Regions from separate parts of the Oryctolagus cuniculus genome. Here region 2 is linked to region 1. A link is a contact called in public Micro-C data. All regions are on one chromosome and are shown on one strand. Each heading gives the region's core, a stretch centred on a gene start, on an enhancer-like site or on the middle of the called end of the contact. The rest is flanking DNA. Distances are from core to core; before and after follow the strand shown.

The links. A called contact is a pair of places that touch in the nucleus more often than the background predicts.
Region 2: a Micro-C map of ear pinna shows a contact between it and region 1, with 5 times the contacts expected there. The contact joins the promoter of RMI1 here to the promoter of UBQLN1 in region 1. A contact is called at or near these places in 2 of 6 Hi-C or Micro-C datasets (ear pinna and an unstated tissue).

Annotation. Positions count from the first base shown.
Region 1 is chr1:134,663,874-134,667,022 of mOryCun1.1, forward strand. It overlaps UBQLN1 (ubiquilin 1), which reads right to left and starts at 1,706. Exons shown (of 11, transcript XM_070048911.1): 1 at 1,261-1,706. The coding sequence starts at 1,440. LOC138843811 (a long non-coding RNA gene) reads left to right here and starts at 2,034. Exons shown (of 4, transcript XR_011378822.1): 1 at 2,034-2,220; 2 at 2,950-3,128.
Region 2 is chr1:134,953,803-134,956,946 of mOryCun1.1, forward strand. RMI1 (RecQ mediated genome instability 1) reads left to right here and starts at 1,604. Exons shown (of 4, transcript XM_051833755.2): 1 at 1,604-1,847. It also overlaps a transcript of HNRNPK not described here.

The DNA of each region.
Region 1 (3,149 bases), core at 456-2,955:
AGTTGGGGGGTGGGGCAGTGACTGAACTGACTGGGACAGGCAAGAGTAAACTTTCTAGTCAGTCAGGAAGAGAATACTCTACACCTTGTTACCAGCTTGACCTACAAAGACGAAGGCATTTGAGAACAGAATGGCAACCCTGGTGAATTTCATGTCAAATTTACCTAAAAGGGGGGGCGCCTCAAGTTAATGACGCACACAATGCTTGGCAATGCCTTTCAGGTTTACACATACCGACATCAGCAACTCGGAAATACATCCAAGACGCAGTCTATTACAACAGAGGAGACAGCTGAGCGAATGCAGGAAAACACTGATCTCAGGCGAGGGTCACCCTCGTGGCTCGTCTTCCAGCCGTTCTACACGTATATAAACATGTCAAGGAAAACTGTTAAGGATGCTGGGAGACAAAAACAGAGTGATGGAGTTGATCAGGAGGTCCCACACTCCTCACCGCTCCACCAAGCACGGCCCCACCGCGCTCCGTCCCCAGGGCCGGCTCACACCCAGGCCGGGACCGGGTGCTCGTGCGAGCGGGCTTCCCGGGTGACCCGCGGAATCCGTACCACTGAGTATCTGCTCATCTCCACTAACTCCACTTTGTTTCCGCTCACCCACTCACGACTGCTGTACCCGCTCAGTCGCTGCAGCCCCTCTAAAACGCAAACAAAACCCCACCCGACGGGGCATCCCAAAGACCACAAATGCAATACAATAAAGAAACAGGAAGTCATCAATGAACGAAAGTCGTCCGCTTCTCTCCTTTAGGCCTAAGACGTGGCTGAAAGCAATTCCTACGTCATAGTCGATTTTTTTTTTTTAAATCAGGCTGGAAAGCAGGAAAGGTTTCGGCAGTCAAAACGCAGAATGCGATGCACGCGCTGCTCACCCCGATACCCACCCCAACCCGCGGGCAGGTGGAACAAAGCACACACACGCACACGACCCCAACCGCACCGCCTCCAAGATCCGCCGCACAAAACCGCAGCCCGCACCGGCGCGGACCCCCGGCCCCGCCCGCAGGCAGCCGCTGGTCCCTTTCCTTTGTGCGGAGCTGCAGGGGAGGCGGCGGCGGGCGGGCAGCTGGGCACCGGGGGACGCGAGGACGGCTCCGGGCCCGGCGCGGCGGGGCGGCCCCGACACGGACCTCGGCGGACCGAGCCCCCAACCTGGGTGCCACCCGCGGCGGCCTGAGACCCGCAGGGCAGCCCGCGGCACCTCCCGAGGCCCACCCGAAACCGGCCGCTCCGGCCGCCTCACCTGCTGGACCGAGCTGTTCTCGGGCACGGCGAACTCCTCCTTCTCCTTCGGGGTCTTCACGGTGACTTTCATGATCTTGGGCTCCGCCGAGGCGGCGGCGGCGGCGGCGCCAGCACCTTCGGCCGCGGCGGCGCCGTCCTGCGAGCCCGCAGGGCCGCCGCTTTCACCACTCTCGGCCATGGCGGCGGCGGCGGCGGCGGTGACTCAGGCGAGCAGGAGGGAGCGGGCGAACGAGGGCGAGCCAGGCGACGCCAGAGCCGGCCGGCCCGGGCGGCGGGGAAGGCAGGGCAACGCCGCCTCGGGGCCGCCCTGGCAGCCGGGGAGCCGCGCTCGCTGGGGGGCCGGCGCAGGCAGGCCCGACTCGGGCGCTCGGCAGCCGCCGCGGAGTCAGCCGCCGCTCGCTCGCAGCGACATCCGCAGCCGCCGCCGCCGCTTCCTCCTCCTCCTCCCCGCCCCTCCCCCACGCTCCTGCGCCGGCGCCGCGCGGGGCACGCCGGGTAACGCGGCCGGCGACGGCGCCGAGTCATCCCCCGGCCGGCGCGCTTTGGGGGGCTCCGGCTCGGTGTCTCTTCCTCTCCCGCCCAAAGTGTGGGAGAAAGAGCAAAATGGGGCGAGTTGAGGCTTTTCATTTTTTTTTAACAGCTCCCCTTTCACCACACACACACACTTCACCAAAAAATAAAACGCGGTGTCCGGGCGCACTGTGGCGGCGCGCCGCGATGACGTCACGGGTAGCGAAATTACTAGAAAGGGGTTCGACCACTGAGGGCCGCGGCCGAGTGTGCGCCTGCGCGCTCGTGATCCCGGTAGTCTCCCCACCCTTTTACGTCGCTCCCCGACTCTGCGGTGGGCGAGGAGTCGCCTCGCCTCGCCTCGCCTGGCCTGGCCTGCTGGCTTCTCCCCGACTTAGGTTTCCGTGTCCGGGACCCGTGGCGGGGAGCGTCTGGGGGTTAATTAGCGGTGAGGGGGTTTGTTATTTCACTATGCTAGGTGTTGCGTGCGTGGAAGACGTCAAGGCGTGTTGTGGCTGTTCTGGGCACGGGAGTTGGAGGACAGTTAACGGAGGAGGGGGAAAGGTGTTCATCACGGCGGGAGGAGGATGGAGTGGGCGCTTGGGACCCCTGCGCAACCCGCGGGGTCGCCGCTGGGGGCTGCGCTTCCCGCCCTCGAGCGAGGTCGCGGCGGCTCCCCCGGGGCCCAGCCGCTGTCCATTTCCTACTCCATCCCAGTTCCTGTTTTAGGTGACACCTAGGATCGGTCAACCTGTCTCGGTGCGCGCAGGAGCAGGAAGTTAGTGTACCTCTGAGAAGCCAGCGTTTGCAAATTATGTCATCGTTTGGTTTAAAGATGACTTGCAAGCAAAGTACAGCCCAGTACCTTGTATTAAGCAGTATTGCCCAATTGTAAACCCTGAGCGCCCGCAAGGGCCCCGGTTAAGCACATACACACACACACACACACACACACACACTGTTTTTGCACTCCTTTAGGCCTAAGACGTGGCTGAAAGCAATTCCTACGTCATAGTCGATTTTTTTTTTAAATCAGGCTGGAAGACAGGAAAGGTTTCGGCAGTCAAAACGCAGAATGCGATGCACGCGCTGCTCACCCCGATACCCACCCCAACCCGTTCTATAATAAATACTGTTGTATAAACACTGGGTTTTTGTTTGTTTGTTTGTTTAGCAGGAGCCTGTGGGGACTGTATCTACAAGAAGTTCTGAAGGTATAGATTGCAATGAAGATAGCATTTGGTGGCACCTGCATTTCTGCCAGTACTGTGAACCAACCTGAAGAAGGGCCCCCTGCTGATGGGTGTTACTTGGTTATGTGTAGTGTGCAGTAATCAATACTTCTGCACATAGAAGGTGCCACCACTGGACAACCTC
Region 2 (3,144 bases), core at 354-2,853, 290 kb after region 1:
ATATTCAGACACCTGAAAAAGCTAAGTCAATGGGCTTCCATTTCGCCCTTAAAACACCAGTATATTACAGAGACTAATCAGAAACCATCTAGTTGTAAACTGGAACATCGAATCGCTTTTGGCTGCCTTTCCAGTGATGACCATTCTCAGAAATCTCTCAAGTTTACAAATACAAGGACAGATGCAAGCCATATCCAACAGCCAGGGGGACGAATCGAAAAACCCGATACGGCAACAGACCCAAACCGCTACTACCATTCTGATTACTGAACAGGACCCTTGACCACAACTGGCGGAACAGTGTGAATTAGGTTAAAACACTTCGCCCTAACCATTAGCTGAACCCTGAAACACACTCTGCAGTGTTCGAAAGGCATGGGGTCTCTCCTAGCTTTTCTTAGGAGCCACAGGGGTCGACAAACGGCTCCACGAGAATGGCCAGAGAGCGCAAACTTAAAAAAAAAAAAAAAAGCTTTCTTCCCTAACACTGGTCTCCTAACGGCTAACGGAAACGGTAACTCCCGGCCCGGCACACAGTCCTATTCTGAGTTTTAGCTAGGGTGGCTGGAGTTGAAACGCAGCGTCTACCGTCAAGAGTGCGGGGGCCGCGCGCAGCTCAACCTCGAGGCACCGCAGTCCCCACTCCGCAGACCCCGCAGCCACTCGGGGAGCGCCCGCCCCCGCGCTGCCCCCTCTTCGCCTCCCGACACCGCGACTGCCAATAGCCGAGCCGGCCCGGGCGCAGAAAAGGGCCAAAGCCGACGGCAAAAAAAAAAAAAAAAAAAAAAAAAAAAAAAAAAGCCGCACCTCCGCTTGCCGCGACCCGACAGGAAATGGCGGCCCGCGTAATGGCGACTACGTGCTCCGAGGCGGAGCCGAGCGCGGACCCCCTCCCCCACCCACCACGCGGTCCCGCGATCGCGTCCCCCGCACCCACCCACCCCCGCCAGCGCCCGAAGGAGACAAAGCCACCGAGGCCGTTCCCCCAACCCCTGGCCCGGGGGGAGCCGCACAAAGAGCGCTGCAGCGTTCGCACCGCCTCCGACTCCCGACCGCCGGCCGCCGCTTCTCCTCACACACGCAGCGCCCGGCTCCCAACGCCGCCTAACTACAGGCCCTCCCCAAGCAGGCACGTGCCTCGCGGTCCCCCGGAGGGTCTGACACCGCGGCGCGGACTGCAGATAGACGCTCAGGGAAATGGCGGAGGTGGGGGAGGGGAGGCGGCCACCGTTTGCCCTCCCCCCCTCTCCGAGAAGCGGCCAACCACCAACAGCCCCCGGGAAAGCCTCTCTCCAGCGGAGAAGCCGGGCTCCGACCCTCGTCCCCGCGCGCCGCCCGCTCGGCGCCGCTCCTCACCGCGCGAGGCCGCCGTCCCTTCGCCCGCCGCGCCGCCTCAGCCGGTCACAGCTAGACAGAGAACGAGCGCGAGCCCCCCTCCCCCGCCTCCCGCCCCCTTACCCCCGCCGCCGCGCCCGATTGGCTGCGCGAGCTTCGGCGGTGGCGCGAGTGCGAAGCGATTGGCCGCCGACCGCGCCAGTCAGGGCCACGGCGGCCACAGCCCCGCCCCCCGCCGGCGCCTCCCTTCGGGCTGTGAGGCCACGAAGGGCCTGAAAGAAAACCCGGGCTGGGACGAAGTCAGCCGCAGCCTTCCGGGGAGGCCTAGCCCGTGTCTAAAGCCGCAGTTCCTAAGCCCCAGTAACTCCAATTACCTAGAGCCCGCAGACAGGAGGTCGAGGTCGGTGCGGCAGAGAAACAGAGGATAATGGCGTCTGCAGTGCCGTCGCCTGGAGCGCCCTCCTCCTCGCTCGCTCGCGCACTCGCTACCTAGGGGGAGGGAAGGGGAGAAGGTATCGCGAGAACCGGCCTCGTTCACGCGCACGGGGAGGGGGCGGCGCAGGGGCGTCTTCGAGGGCAGACGGCGTCTGTCGGGACTGGGGGAGGGGCTGAAGCGCGCGGGAAATCGGGCGGGAAGAGGCAAAAAAAAAAAAAAAAAAAAAAAAAAAATCGTTCGCGGGCTCGCAGGGCCGAATTCCGTGCTCACCGTTGCGGGCCCGCGGTGGCGCGAGCGGACGGCGGGACGCCCAGGTCGGTGCTCGGCCCCGGGGGACGCCCGGCCCCCACCGTCCACACGTCGCGGGGTCCCCGGGACGCCCCCCGGCCGCGCCCGGCTTGCGGGGCGGTGCGGGACGGGACCCCCGGAGGCCCGGCCGGCGAGCGGGGTCCCGGGAAGGAAGCGCGGGGCGAGCCCGAGTCCGGGCCGGCGTCCGCGCTCGGTCCTGGTTGGGGGTGGCGGGAGGACCCCAGGCTTTTTTTTTTTTTTCCTCCGTTTCTGACGAGATTGTTCATTCTTTTCCTTGTTTTGAAGAACGCGGTGGAGGGGATCATTTATAGTGTTGTCGTAGTTTATTGCAGTTTCGGGAAGTAAATATCGCATTCGTCTGAACCGAGTGCGGATGGCGGGAGCACGTTGTGTGGGCGTCGGAGTCGGGTTCCCTTCGCTCTTGCCGCGCCCGCCCGAGCCGCGGGCACCGGGACCGTGCTGCAGGCTGACAAAACCCCTCGCCCTCACCTAGGTGTCCTTTCCTGCTGCTCCGCGCTCCCGCTTCGTGCCGATTCCTCTTCCCAGCCCCGGGGCCTAAGGCTTGATGACTTCTTTTGTTCAGGCCCCTAAGGTCACTCTGCGTCTGTGACAGACCTGGGTAGTCGCCGCCCTGAGTACCCGTTTTCCACGTCCTGAACGCCGCCTTGCACCTGCGGGCGCGAACTTGTTGAGGCAGAAAGATGTTAACGTCGACACAAGGGCGCTAAACCCGCCGGGAGCAGAATACGTACTTTTTTTTTTTTTTTAAGTTGGTGATGGGTTTGTGCTGATTCATTCTTATTGCAACTTAATTCCCTTCTTCAACACTTTGCAAAATAGGATGCACCAGCGTCCTTTTAAATGCAGTGGTGACATCCATCCATCCATTCTCTCCCTGCCTGATTGGGAAGAAAACCCTTGGATGGTTGTAGGGGAAACTGAGGACTTCAGGATCTCAGCGTTGACATCTTGGGAGGGGAGTTAACAAATACAATTCAGGGATCACGTCCGGTGTTGTGGAGCTTCTAGAAGTTCTCTTTAAGTGGCGGTGTAATTTCCCATAT